2 separate regions of the Pan troglodytes genome follow, and region 1 is linked to region 2. The links are chromatin contacts, called in public HiChIP or PLAC-seq maps. All regions are on one chromosome and are shown on one strand. Each heading gives the region's core, a stretch centred on a gene start, on an enhancer-like site or on the middle of the called end of the contact. The rest is flanking DNA. Distances are from core to core; before and after follow the strand shown. Region 1 holds the start of KCNC3 (potassium voltage-gated channel subfamily C member 3). Region 2 holds the start of LOC468965 (zinc finger protein 345).

Region 1 (6,479 bases), core at 2,470-4,969, 180 kb after region 2:
ACAGAGAGGACCTTGGACTTTGGGGTGGGCCAAGGGCCAGCACTGTCCCTCTGTGCACCCCCCTTCCTCCACAGGGGTTGGGCTCTGGGCTTGACTTCACTGAGGTGCAGAGCTGGGAAGTAGTGGGTGGAGAGTTTCGGGGCCACAGAGAGGACCCTGGACGTTGGGGTGGGCTGGGGGCCGGCGCAGGTCCTCTCTGAACTCCCCCCCACCCCCACCTTCGTTTCTCTGCAGTGGTTTAAGAGGCCAGAGGCCTTCGCAGAGCGCATGCCTAGTTCCCCGCCCCCTCCGAGCCGGGCGCGCGGCGCTAGCTGCGGCACCGCAGTGGGGGCGGGCCAGCCGGGCCGGGGGGCGGGGCGCACGGCGGCCAGTACCGCGGACAGCTCCCCCGCCGCAGTGCGCAGCCGCGGCGGCTAGGGGCCGTCTTAACCCCTTCCGGGCCGGAGCCTAGTATTCAACGCGCAGCCGCAGTGTTGCTGCTTTCCGGCGGGAGGCCAAGGGCCAAGAGTCTAATTAACTCCTTCCCTCCCAGGGCACAGGGAAAGGTGGGCACCCGCCGCAGTGCGCAGCTGCAGAGGCTGGACGGCGTCGGGCTGGTTTAACCCCTTACTCCAGAGTGTGTCAAAAGCAGAAGGGGTAGGAGGGCATGGAGTCTCTGTAAGAAGGAAAGGAGTGATTACGAGGAAGGGGGCGGGGGCAGGGGGCTGTAGGGTCGGACCCTCCACTTTGCTTTGGCCTCAGCTCCCAACTCTCTCAAGCCATCTCACTGGGAGGCTGGAAAGGGCTCGGCACACCTTGGACACCCAAAACACATTGGCGGAGTAAATGAGTATCTCCCGTAGCTGTCCCGAACACCTAGCCTGACCATCACAGAAGAACTCTAACTTCATCCCGCTCCTCACCTCAGCACCCTTCAATGGGGTCACAGGAGAGAAGGGCGCCCCGGCCATGGGGGAAGGAGCCGCTCAGTGTCTTGAGGGGGCATCCAGGGCCATGTCCCTTCCGCACCTCCTCTTCCCCACCTCCCCCCATCCAACCCCAAATCTCGCCAACTCAGCGCTTTCTGGGGACCAAACTTTATGCGGTGGCTCCAGGCGTCCCCCCGCTCCCTCCCCCGGCGCGAATGCGGCACTGCGGCTCCGCGTCCTTCCCGGCTCAGGACGCGGCACGGTGGGGGGAGGGGGCCAAGACCTGCTCCTCTGTGTTTGGGTCCCCAGGAGCCCAGGAGGGGGTCTTGGGATCGCTCTTATTTCCCCCATTTCCAATTGCCCCCATTTTGCACTGCCCCCCTTTTCCACCACATTCTCCCTCCGGGGTCCCCGGGACAGGGAGGAAGTTAGTAGGAGGAAATGGTTCAGGAGAGAACCCAGGGGGAGGGTAGTCATTTAGCCTAGGAAGTTATGGATGCTTGAGGAAAGTTTTCTGGGAGCGATGGAGAGAGCTTTGGGGGAAAATCTAGAATTTGGAGAGAGAGAAGGCTCTTTGGTTCACTTTGATGGAGGGGGACAGACTGAGGGGCTAGGTTCTGGGTTTTGCACGGGGAGCGGGTGGAGGTTCCAGAAAGGAAGAGGGCAGGTGGAAGGAATCCCAGGGCAAGGTAGAAAGAATTGTAAGTTATTTTGAGATGAAAGTTTTAGGGCTGATGACTTGAGGGGCCTCCCAGGGTTTGAGGTTAGAAAAAGTTCTAGAGCAGGAGGGAAAGTCACTTAGACTAGAAAAAGGGCTGTGGGGGCTTTGGATGGGGGGAGTCCCAGGGATAGAGAGTGCACTGTGCAGTTAAAATGATGGAGAGGAGAAGCTGCGAGGATCTATGGAGGAGGAAGAACAATTCTGGAGGACATGTGAGGGTTCTGGAGAGGAAAGGCATATGATGGGGGCATGGGATGCTTCTGGAGACACTGAGGAGGAGTGTGAAAGGCTTGGGGGAAGTCTGGAGCTTTATGGGGAAAGTCCTTGAGATGGGAGTTGGCGTGGAGGTTGAAGAGTGTTAAACACAGAGTGAACACAGAGGGGGCCTGGAGGTTCCAACGGAGAAGATGCCCCAAGACTCAGTATTGCAGTGAGGGGGAGGTGAAAATGTCCAGGCAAGAACAAGTGGAGGTTCAGAGGGGTCCAGAAGGCTGTGAGGTTGGAGTGGGGGAGTTTTCTGAGACTTTGAGAGCAGAAGATACTGCAGGAAGGGGGTGGAAAAAATAATCAGGAGATTCAAACTTGGAGAGAGAGGTCTTCTGGGAGACGGGCCACGGGGTGAATCGGGGAGGTGCTGGGAGAAACTGAGAGTTGAATAGGGGGCCCCAGAGAGTCTGGAGAAGGCAGGGAAAGTGGGGGTCAGGGCTCACAGGGCCTAGGAGAATTTGAGGGCTGAGAAGGGATGTCTTCTGAGGGGCTAGGGAAGGTCCAAGAAACCAAGGGCTGGACGGTGACCAAGAGTAGTGAGAAGAGATTTGGAGGGGCCCAGGAGACATGAGGGTTGGGGAGGGTCTCAGAGGAGCCCAGGAAAGGTGGGGACCGGGTTGTTCAGAGAAGCACGGGAGATTCACGGTCTGGAGGAAGTGTCTAAGCGTCTAGGGTGGCCTTGGCGGGGGAGGGGGAACTTTGGAGGGGTCTGGAAGAGCCTGAAGGTTGGAGATCCGTCTTTGGAGGATCTGGGGGATGGCTGCGAGAGGGGGGTGTGTTCGGAGGAGCCCAGGAGACTCAGGATTGGGGAAGAGGCTTCTAGGAGACTGAGAAGCCTAGAGGGACCCAGAGGGGTGGAGCTGGGGCGCTCCTGGGAGACTGGGGGCGCCTGGAGAGGCGGGGGTGGGGTGGATGGGGGCCCCGAGAGCGCGCTCACCCTGGCAGCCCGCGACGAGTAGGGGTCCTCGAAGAGCGCCCACACGCGGGGCTGCCAGCGGCGCCACCATGTGCCGCCCGCGCCGCCCGCGCCCCCTGGCGGCCCCCCGGCGCCGCCGCCCGCGTCCTGGAAGCAGAGGCGCTTGAGCTCGCCGCCCGCTCCGTCCAGGCCGCCGCCGCCCGCGCCCGCCTCGTCGTCCAGGCCTCCGTCGTGGGCGCCTGCGGCGTTGGCGGCGTTGGCGGCGTTGGCGGCGCCCGCGGGGTCGGGCGCCTCGAAGGAGTCGAGCGCCTCCTCAGCGTCGCGATGCTGCCGGTAGGTCATCCAGCAGCAGGCCTCCACGTCGGTCTCGTCGATGCCCCAGAAGCCGAGCTCCTCCTCAAACAGGGGCCCGCACACGTCGGCCGGGCAGTGCAGCTTGCCGGTGCGGTAGTAGTTGAGCACGTACGCGAAGACTCCCGGGTGCCGGTCAAAGAAGAACTCGTCGGCGCCCGGGTCGTAGTCGAAGCGTGCCGCCGCCTCGGGCTCCGTCAGGCCAGCCAGCCGCGTCCCCGGCAGGGTGCGCAGCGTCGAGCGGTACGTCTCATGGCGCACGCCGCCCACGTTGATCACGATCTTGCCGCTGTCGCCACCGCCGCCGCCGTGCCGCCCCATGGCCGCCGCCGGCAGCCCGGGGCATGGCTCGGCGCGCCGGCCCCCGGGCCCGCGGGGTGCCGGGGGGCCCGCCGGGGACGCGGCGGGGCCGGGCTGCGCAGGCTGCTGCTGCTGCGGCGGCAGCGGTGGCGGCGGCGGGGACTCGGGCGGCTGCGGCGGTGGCGCCGGCTGCTGCTTGCTGGCCCCCTGGCGCCCGCGGAAGGACGAGACGCAGACTGAGCTCAGCATTGGACGGGGGGCGGGGCGGGAGGGGCGGGGACGCAGGGGCGGGGGCACAGGGGGAGAGACCGACGGGATTGGGTGGGAGGAGGAGCGAGGTAGCGGGGGCGTGGCTTAGGGGAGAGGAACCAAACTGATTGGCCTGGGGGAGGTGGGGCGGGGCTGTGGCTGGGAGGAGTGGGGCGGGCACTCTAACGCGACCCAGCTGGACGAGTCGGGGCCGCCAATGAGACGGAGCGATTGGCTCTTTCTAAGAGAGCAGGGAGGAGGGGCGGGGCGGGGCGTCAAGGGAGGCGGGACCGGTTACTACTAATTGTGTTCGGCAGCACTGGTAGCCAGGGGAAGGCGGGGCTAGATACGATAGAGAGAGACCTTACTGAACTGAAAAAAGTGCGGGCGGGGTAGAGGGAGGAGGGGGACACATCCAAGCTATTTAAAGACGCCCGACTGGCCTGGAGGGGCGGGGCCACCATGAGAGAGGCCGTCCTGATTGGGCTGAGAAAGGGGCGGAGAGAAACAAAACAGATTGCACGCCCTCACCTAAAACACCGCTAGGCAGGACCTGGTGGGGAGCAGCATTGCTTGGAAGAGACAGGGCTGCAGAAAGTAGAAACAGTCCAGATGAGACTGCACTGGGGCGGGAACTAGAGATGGAGGACTTTTCCGCGCAAGGGGGACAGGCTGGACTGAAAGAGGACACGGGAAGAACAAAGACTTAGACTCGGTGAGAAGGTGTTGAAACTTGAGAGAGTCCTGGAAACCCGAGAGGGTCTGGATAGGCCTAAGGGAGGGAGCGGGGCTGAGGCTCCAAGGCGGGCCTGGTTAGTCGGGGCTGGGCCCGGAGAATGAGTGTCCGGATGGATGAGTGGTACTGAGGAAGGTGAGTGGGGTCGACAAATAGAAAACGTCCTGAGGCAGGGCGCAGTGGCTCACGCCTGTAACGCCAGCACTTTGCGAGGCTGAGGTGGGTGGATCATTTGAGGTCCGGAGTTCGAGACCAGCCCGGCCAAAATGGTGAAACCCCGCCTCTACTAAAAATACAAAAATTAGTTGGGCGTGGTTGTGGGTGCCTGTAGTCCCAGCTACTCGGGAGGTTGAGGCAGGAGAATCGCTTGAACCTGGGAAGTAGAGGTTGCAATGAGTCGAGATTGCACCACTCCACTCCAGCCTGGGCGACAGAGCGAGACTCTGTGTCAAAAAATAAATAAATAAAAGAAAAAGAAAACGTCTTGAATGGGCGGTAGGAAAGAGAGACTAAGGGAGGAGCGGGGCTTGAGGGGCTTGAAAGCAACCAGGGTAGGCGAGGGCAGGGCAGGGCTAAGGGAGGGTAGAGGAACGGGAGAGGTGGATCCCAGGGGAACAATGAGACTACAAAGAGTACAAAGCTACTGGGCTGGATGGAGGGGAGGGACCTGGAACGGGGAGTCTTCGGGATCAGAAGACCTGGGAGAGGGCACTGCCTAAAGGTCACAGGGTCTCAAAGGGCGAGGCGAGAACTTCTAACGAACGCTACACCGCGGCGGACTGCAGATTGGAGGACCGAGGGTAGATGAGGACTGGTGAGGAGGGGGCACGCAAGGAGGCAGAGAGGACGGGAGAGGGGAGAGGCCAAAGCGCCAGGAAGCACCGTCAAGACTGAGGCAATATAGGCAGGACCGATAAAAAATGGGGTGGGCTAGGAGTCTCAGAGGTCGGGTTCTGGGGAAGAATGGAGTGAGGGGCGGGGCCAGAAAAAGGGGACCGCCTCGGAGCGGGCCGTCCCCGCCCCCTGGGCGGTCGTAGGCTCCGAGAGGCAGAGCGCAGGCTCAGGGGGCTGGGGCGGGGCCAGCGGCTGCGGCTGGGGCTGCGGAGGGAGGAGGCGGCGCCTGCGGGAGCGAAGGGGGCGGGTCAGGGGGCTGCGGGCGCCCTCGGGCCGCACAGTTTCTGGCCCGCCGCTTCCTGCTGCAGGTGCGGCGGCTGGTTCGTATCGCCTCCCTACCCCATCCCACCCCCGCTCCCGTTTCTGGGTTTCTTGGCGTCTCTTTTTCTCCCTTCTTGAGTATTTGTGCCGCCGTCTCTGTTCCCACCCCTCTGAGTCTCCGACCCCTCGTTTGTAAATCTGCCCTCCTGGGTCTCTGATTCTGTCCCCCTCCTTCTGAGTCTTTGCTCCTCTTCTCTCTAGGCCTCAGTCTCTCCTCCCTGGTGTCTCAGTCCCCGCCCCCCCACCCCAGCTCCCCCGAGTCTCTTTCTCTTGGTTTCTGTACCATTTTATCAGGGGTGTGCCTCTCTGTCTGGGGCTCTGTACCCCACTCCCTGGGTCTTGTGTTCCTGTCCTCTACTCCCTCCCCGCAACCCGCTCTGTCCTGCCTCCTCTCTGGGTCTCTGCCCTTTCATCTGAGTCTGTCTCCTCCTTGCTCTCTGACAACCTCTTTCCCCTCCCCCTTCTTCTTCCCCTTCTCCCCATCTCTGGTGTATTTCCCCCTCCTTCTTCCCCTTCTCCCCATCTCTGGTGTATTTCCCCCTCCTTCTTCCCCTTCTCCCCATCTCTGGTGTATTTCCCCCTCTTCCGTCTCTTTCCCTCCTCTGTCTCTGCTCTTTCTCTTGCTGGCTCTCTGTTCTTCTCTCTCTCCCTCTAAGTTTCTGCCTCTTCACTTTCTCTATGTCCCCTCCCTGGGTCTCTATTCCTCCTATGTTTCACCTTCTTCTGGGTCTCTCTCTTTCTAGGTCTCTGTCTCCACTTCCTGGGGACCCTGTCCCCCTCTCTCTGGGTCTCCGTTCCTTTCTCTCAGACCCCCCA
Region 2 (6,398 bases), core at 789-3,288:
TGACCTCAGGTGATCCACCCGCCTCAGCCTCCCAAAGTGCTGGGATTACAGGCGTGAGCCACCACACCTGGCCTTATTTTATTTTTGAGACAGAGTCTCGCTCTGTCGCCCAGGCTGGAGTGCAGTGAGGCGATCTTGGTTCACTGAAACTTCCACCTCCCGAGTTTCAAGTGATTCTCAGGCCTCAGCTTCCTGAGTAGCTGGGGTTACAGGAGCCCGCCACCACGCCCAGCTAATTTTTGTATTATTATTATTATTATTATTATTATTATTATTTGAGATGGAGTCTCGCTCTGCCACCTAGGCTAGAGTGCAGTGGCGCGATCTCAGCTCACTGCAACCTCCACCTCCCAGCTTCAAGCGATTCTCCTGCCTCAGCCTCCCAAGTAGCTGGGATTACAGGTGTGTGCCACCACACCAGGCTAATTTTTTTGTATTTTTAGTAGAGATGGGGTTTCACCATGTTGGCCAGGCTGGTCTCGAACTCCTGACCTCGGGTTATCCGCCCCCCTCGGCCTCCCAAAGTGCTGGGATTACAGGTGTGAGCCACCGCGCCCAGACCAGGGAAACTAGAGAGGAGAAACTTGGCAGATGCCACCTTACCCATGTGAGTGAGGCTGATGTGGTGTGTGGTGGGACAAGCCGAGCCCAGGGTCCCCAGTCCGATGAGGAGACAGCATCACTCCTAGGGCATCCCTGCCAAAAGCGTGTGACCTAAATCTAACTATGAAGAAGCACCAGACAAACCCAAACTGAGGGACATGCAAGTACATGGTCTGTAATCTTCGGAACTTCCAAAAGAAGACTGAAAACCGGTTCCAGACTGAAGGAGACCCAACAAAGCGAGCAATGTGTGACCTAGGATTTCCTTTGGTCATTAAGGACATTATTGGAGCCAGCTGTAATCCCAGCACTTTGGGAGGCTGAGGTGGGAGGATCGCTTGAGCCCAAGAGTTTGAGACCAGCCCGGGCAACACAGTGAGACCCCGTTTCTACAAAAAAAAATTTTTTAAATTAGCCGGGCATGGTGGCGTGTGCTTGTAATCCTGATTACTCAGAAGACTGAAGTGGGAGGATCTCTTGAGCCCAGGAGGTCGAGGCTGCAGTGAGCTATGATTGTGCCACTGCACTCCAGCCTGGGTGACAGAGCAAGACTCTGTCTCCAAAAAAAGAAAAAGAAAAAGAAGGACAAAAAGACATTATTGGAAGAATCATCAAAAATTTGAATAAAGTCTATAGATTAGCTATTACTATTACATCAATATTAATTTCCTCATTGTGATCGTGGTGCTATGGTTATGTAAGAAAATGACCTTGTCTTTGGAAAACACAGAGATTCGCTAGAAGGGCTGGGGAGTGGGAGGGCGCAGAGACCGAGAGAGGGCGACAGAGACCCACAGAGAGGGGGACAGAGACGCAGAGAGAGGGGGTACAGAGACCCAGCGAGAGGGGGACAGGACCTGGGGCGGCGAGGGTGAGGGGAAGATCAGAGAGAGCTGGGAGACCCAGAGAGGGAAGAACAGATGCTCAGGATAAGGGGAGCCGAGACCGAGTCTGTGCCTGTGCAGTGCTGCTTTCGGGTTCTGGGGTCAGAATCTGGGTTGCAGCTCTACCAGCCTGAGAGAAATCGCGGAGTCTCCCCGACTCTCAGTTTCTTCAGTTGCAAAGTGAGGAAAGGTAGGTTCCCCTTCCTAGGGATCGCAGCAGTCCCACGCTCCGCCGGACTCCTGGCAAACAGCAGACGCCCAATTCCTGCGCGCCGAGGCGTCTGAGCCGCACTGATACTAGGTGGGACTCAGGGAATGACAAGAGGGGGCGGGGCGTCACCCACAGCGCACTCCCCACTCCCACCCAGACCCAACTCGGGCCCGCCCCCGGAGCTTCTGCTAGCCTGTCTGGCCCGGCCTGCACCCACCTGCTCCGGTCGGGTCCGCGAGGTCCGTGCGTCCAGGCGGATTCCGCTGGACAGCCAGGCCTTCCCTTCCTCCGCCGGGTCCCGGAACGCGCCTGCGCAGTCCCTGTCTCGGAACTGTAAGTCCAGGTACCTTAAACGCGGCATCGCAGCTGGACTACATTTCCCAGAAACCATTGAGGCTCTTGCTCCTCCCGGCCTAAGGGCTCTGACTGCGAGGGAATGCTGGGAAATGGAGTCTGGGAGCAGGATGCGGGGCAGGAGTAAGACTGTATTTAGATACATACACAACAGCTTTTGGAGGAAAACTGGTATTTGGGACATGCCTGACTGTACTGGCACGCGAATATCCCTGTTTTAGGCAGAGGCGATGCCATTGTCCATTTAATCCAAATTTCTCATACCATGGCTGAAGTCTTCAGGACAGATAAAATTTGGCCCTGTGTAAACTGATGGTGAATGAATTGAACCACTGTTACTCAATTTCCCTGGGCATCTGCCTTCCTGTTTGCCTCAGTTTCACCCACCACTTCTTAAAGGGCAGTGTGATACAGGCAATGGAGCCTGTTCTGGGAGCTGGGAGATGTGTGTTCAGGAGTGTAAGGATGGTTTGATATTAGGACATTACGCAATTTATCTTTTGACCTTTCTGAATATATCAATATGCAAGCATATCTATAGATACACTAAAAAGACTTTTAATAACATTCAGTAACCCTAGATGCTGAGAAAGCTTACAAAAAAATTCTGTAACCAGTCATTTCTAGATAAGCTTAATAAATTAAGCATATATTCATATTGAACAACAATAGCGACAATGTTAAAGAATTACTGGCTTCTTATTGTGTTTATGTATGTCCATATAATCAAAACCTCATATCAATCTTAATCGTAAAACACTAAAAGAATTGCCAGGCTGGGTGCAGTGGTTCACACCTGAAATCCCAGCACTTTGGGATTTCAAAGAGGGAAGCTAAAGAGGGAGGATCACTTGCACTCAGAAGTTTGAGACCAGCCTGGGCAACATAGCTAGACCCCCATCTCTACAGAAAATATAAAAGTTAGCCAAGCATAGTGGTGAGCACCTGTAGACCCAGCTACTCGGGAGGCTAAGGCAGGAGGATCAGTTGAGCCCAGGAGGGCAAGGCTGCAGTGAGCTGTGATGGTGCCAGCCTGGGCAAGAGAGCAAGACTCTGTCTCAAAAAAAAAAAAAAAAAAGTGTAAACCATATATGTGCTCATGAGCAAAAGCTAGATGGCTCATTGCCAGAATGAAATAATAATAGGTGTTACTTATTGACAACACGTTGTGAGATTTACTAGTTGACTGAGCTGACACCACCACCCTATGAAGAAGGCATTGCTCTCCCTATTTCACAGACAAGGACACTGAGATAGAGGATTTATGTCATCCCCCCAAGCTCCCAGAGCTAGTCGAGGACAGAGGCAGGACTTGAATCCAGGTCCAGCCCATATTTGCAACCACTTCATTTTACTGCTGCCGAGTTTGCTCCTTTTTCCTTGTGTTCCGATAACCAAATGCTCCAAGCACAGGTTGTACTGTCAGCTGAGGCTCTAGAGTCAGGGTGGCATGGAGCAGAACCTCAGCTAATCTATAATAGGCATGTCACACTGGAGACAAAGGTGACTCCATCTTGGATGGTTATCCGCCATGTTGACTTCTGATTAATCCCAGTCCTGGGAATTCCTTCTGATTTCTACTTTACTTACTGTCCCTAGTGTAAGAACATGTCAACCTTGATGTTATCACACAAATTATAGGCTATGACACAGCATACAGAACATTGCCTGTTCTGTAGGGTTAATTGTCTTAACCCTTAATTGTCTTGCTAAAGCAAGTATTGCCCTTCCCTATGTGAGATAAGCCTTAGGATTAGGGAGTAACTGTGTGGAGATAGACCTGTCTTGCTGCCACCCAAGACCATGCTTCCCTTTGTAAGTTCCCCAAATAAATCACCCCTTACCAATGAACTGGGTTTGTCTCCCTCTTTTTTGGTTTATTGTCTCCTTCCACACTTGGGGGTTATTTTGCATAAAGTCCTTATATGGAACACACGTGAACAAGGAGTAAGTCTTCATTGCTACAAGCCATGAAGGAGGTTGGGGGGGTGTTTGTTACTGAAGCATAACTACTTATCCTGGCTGATACAACTGTCTTCAAAGGTTTTGAGGAAGCTGAAATTTGATATTAAATACAAGTTATTATCAGAGCTTTGCAAGTCATTAACCTCTCCGTGCCTCAGTTTCCTCATTGTACATGGGGTGATAATAAGTACATGGGGCAATAATTAGTACCCTCTTTATCAGGTTATGAGATTTGAATAGGTAGATAGGAGTAAAGCCATTAGAACAGTATGTGACAGATAGAAAACACCATATAAGTGTTTGCTATTATTAAAAAACGCGTTAGGCCAGGCGCGGTGGCTCATGCCTATAATCCCAGCACTTTGGGAGGCCAAGGCAGGTGGATCACTTGAGGTCAGGAGTTCAAAACCAGCCTGGCCAATATGGTGAAACCCTGTGTCTACTAAAAATACAAAAAAATTAGCCAGACGTGGTGGCTGGGGCTTGTAATCTCAGCTACTCGGGAGGCTGAGGCAGGAGAATCACTTGACCCGGGAGGCAGAGGTTGTGGTGAGCCAAGATAGCACCATTGCACTCCAGCCTGTGAGACTCCGTCTCAAAAAATAAAAAATAAAAAACGTGTTAATAGTTCCCGCCGGTGACTTATATTTTTTACTTATTTATTTATTTTTTGAGACGGAGTCTCACTCTGTTGCCAGGCTGGAGTGCAGTGGCACGATCTCGACTCACTGCAACCTCTGCCTCCCGGGTTCAAGCGATTTTCCTGCCTCAGCCTCCCAAGTAGCTGAGACTACAGGCGCGTGCCACCACACCCAGATAATTTTTGTATTTTTAGTAGAGACGGGGTTTCACCGTGTTGGCCAGGATGGTCTCGATCTCTTGACCTCGTGATCCGCCCGCCTCGGCCTCCCAAAGTGCTGGGATTACAGGCATGAGCCACCGCACCTGGCCCCAACTGTGACTTGCTATTTGCTCTTCCTTCTACCTTTTCCCCACTACTGCTTTCAGAAAACACCTACTTTTCTTGCAAGAACAAGTTCTTACAGCCTCTCCTGCAGTAAACGTTCTCCGATTTCCACCGAGCTGAGCCGGAGCTGGCAATTCGCTCTGTTGGGTTCCCACAGGAACATCCCAGTATCTTATAGGGCTATGTGCTAACCGCTGTGTTGTAATTCTTTGTAACTGTCTGTCTCTCTCGCTCCAGTCTCATCACACTATAATTTATGTACGACTTAATTATCTGTTTATTCTGCACTTCTCCCAGGAAATTTCCATGAAGTTGAGGAAGTGTCTGGACCTGCAGCATTAAGACGTTAAAACAAACAAACCCCAGCCAGGCGCGGTGGCTCATGCCTGTAATCCCAGCACTTTGAGAGGCTGAGGCTGGCGGATCACTTGAGGTCAGGAGTTCGAAACCAGCCTGGCCAACATAGTGAAACCCCATCTCTACTAAAAATACAAAAATTAGGCCGGGCGCGGTGGCTTACGCCTGTAATCCCAGCACTTTGGGAGGCCAAGGCAGACGCATCACAAGGTCAGGAGATCAAGACCATCCTGGCTAATACAGTGAAAGCCCATCTCTACTAAAAATACAAAAAATTAGCTGGGCGCGGTGGCGGGCACCTGTAGTCCCAGCTACTCGGGAGGCTGAGGCAGGAGAATGGCATGAACCTGGGAGGCAGAGCTTGCAGTGAGCCCAGATAGTGTCACTGCAAGTCCGGCCTGGGCAAAAGAGCAAGACTCTGTCTCAAAAAAAAAAAAAAAAAATTAGCTGGGCATGGTGGTGCACGCCTGTAATCCCAGCTACTTAGGAGGCTGAGGCAGGAGAATCGCTTGAAACCGGGAGGCAGCAGTGAGCTGAGATCATGGCACTGCACTCCAACCTGGGTGGCAGAGCAGGACTCTGTCTCAAAAAAAAAAAAAAGAAAAAGAAAAGAAAAAGAAAAAGAAAGAAAATGTATTCGAATCTAGTATTCAGGTGCACAGAGGGTGAAGAATTGTAGTTCAGATAGAGAAGAAAACCTGTACCTTCCACATTGACCACTGCTCTTCCTCTATTTAACCATCCTCGAGGGTTGCACTGAGTCATGTCCTTTCGGATGCATTTCCTTCCCAGAGGATAAGTGGTTGTCACTTCAAACCCTTACAATATGCTGTCCATCCTTTTTGAAGGTCCAAGTCACTTCTACCTTGAATTAGGATAATGGGTGTCTACAGATGAGTGGGATCTGGTCCCAGCCTTTGAGGAGCACCCAGTCAGGTAGAGAAACAGAGTTGGACACCAACTAGGGGGAGGGTCCCCAGGAAACGGACAGAGACATTGATGGATTTGTCACCAATTTTATTAAATTTATTTTCCTTTCTCCTTACCCCCAAACCAC

What was found. HiChIP or PLAC-seq counts read pairs in DNA pulled down with a chosen protein or histone mark.
Region 1: an H3K4me3 HiChIP or PLAC-seq map of stem cell-derived excitatory neurons shows a contact between it and region 2, with 7 times the contacts expected there. The contact joins the promoter of KCNC3 here to the promoter of LOC468965 in region 2. A contact is called at or near these places in 1 of 7 Hi-C or Micro-C datasets (stem cell-derived neural progenitor cells) and 1 of 1 datasets of contacts at active chromatin or transcription factors (stem cell-derived excitatory neurons).

The regions. Positions count from the first base shown.
Region 1 is chr20:53,213,567-53,220,045 of NHGRI_mPanTro3-v2.0_pri, forward strand. It overlaps KCNC3 (potassium voltage-gated channel subfamily C member 3), which reads right to left and starts at 3,720. Exons shown (of 5, transcript XM_054672647.2): 1 at 2,834-3,720. The coding sequence starts at 3,712. It overlaps LOC104003412 (a long non-coding RNA gene), which reads left to right and starts at 3,781. Exons shown (of 4, transcript XR_676012.4): 1 at 3,781-4,427.
Region 2 is chr20:53,037,161-53,043,558 of NHGRI_mPanTro3-v2.0_pri, forward strand. LOC468965 (zinc finger protein 345) reads right to left here and starts at 2,039. Exons shown (of 3, transcript XM_054672632.2): 1 at 1,916-2,039. IZUMO2 (IZUMO family member 2) reads right to left here. Exons shown (of 7, transcript XM_001173619.4): 7 at 6,342-6,398.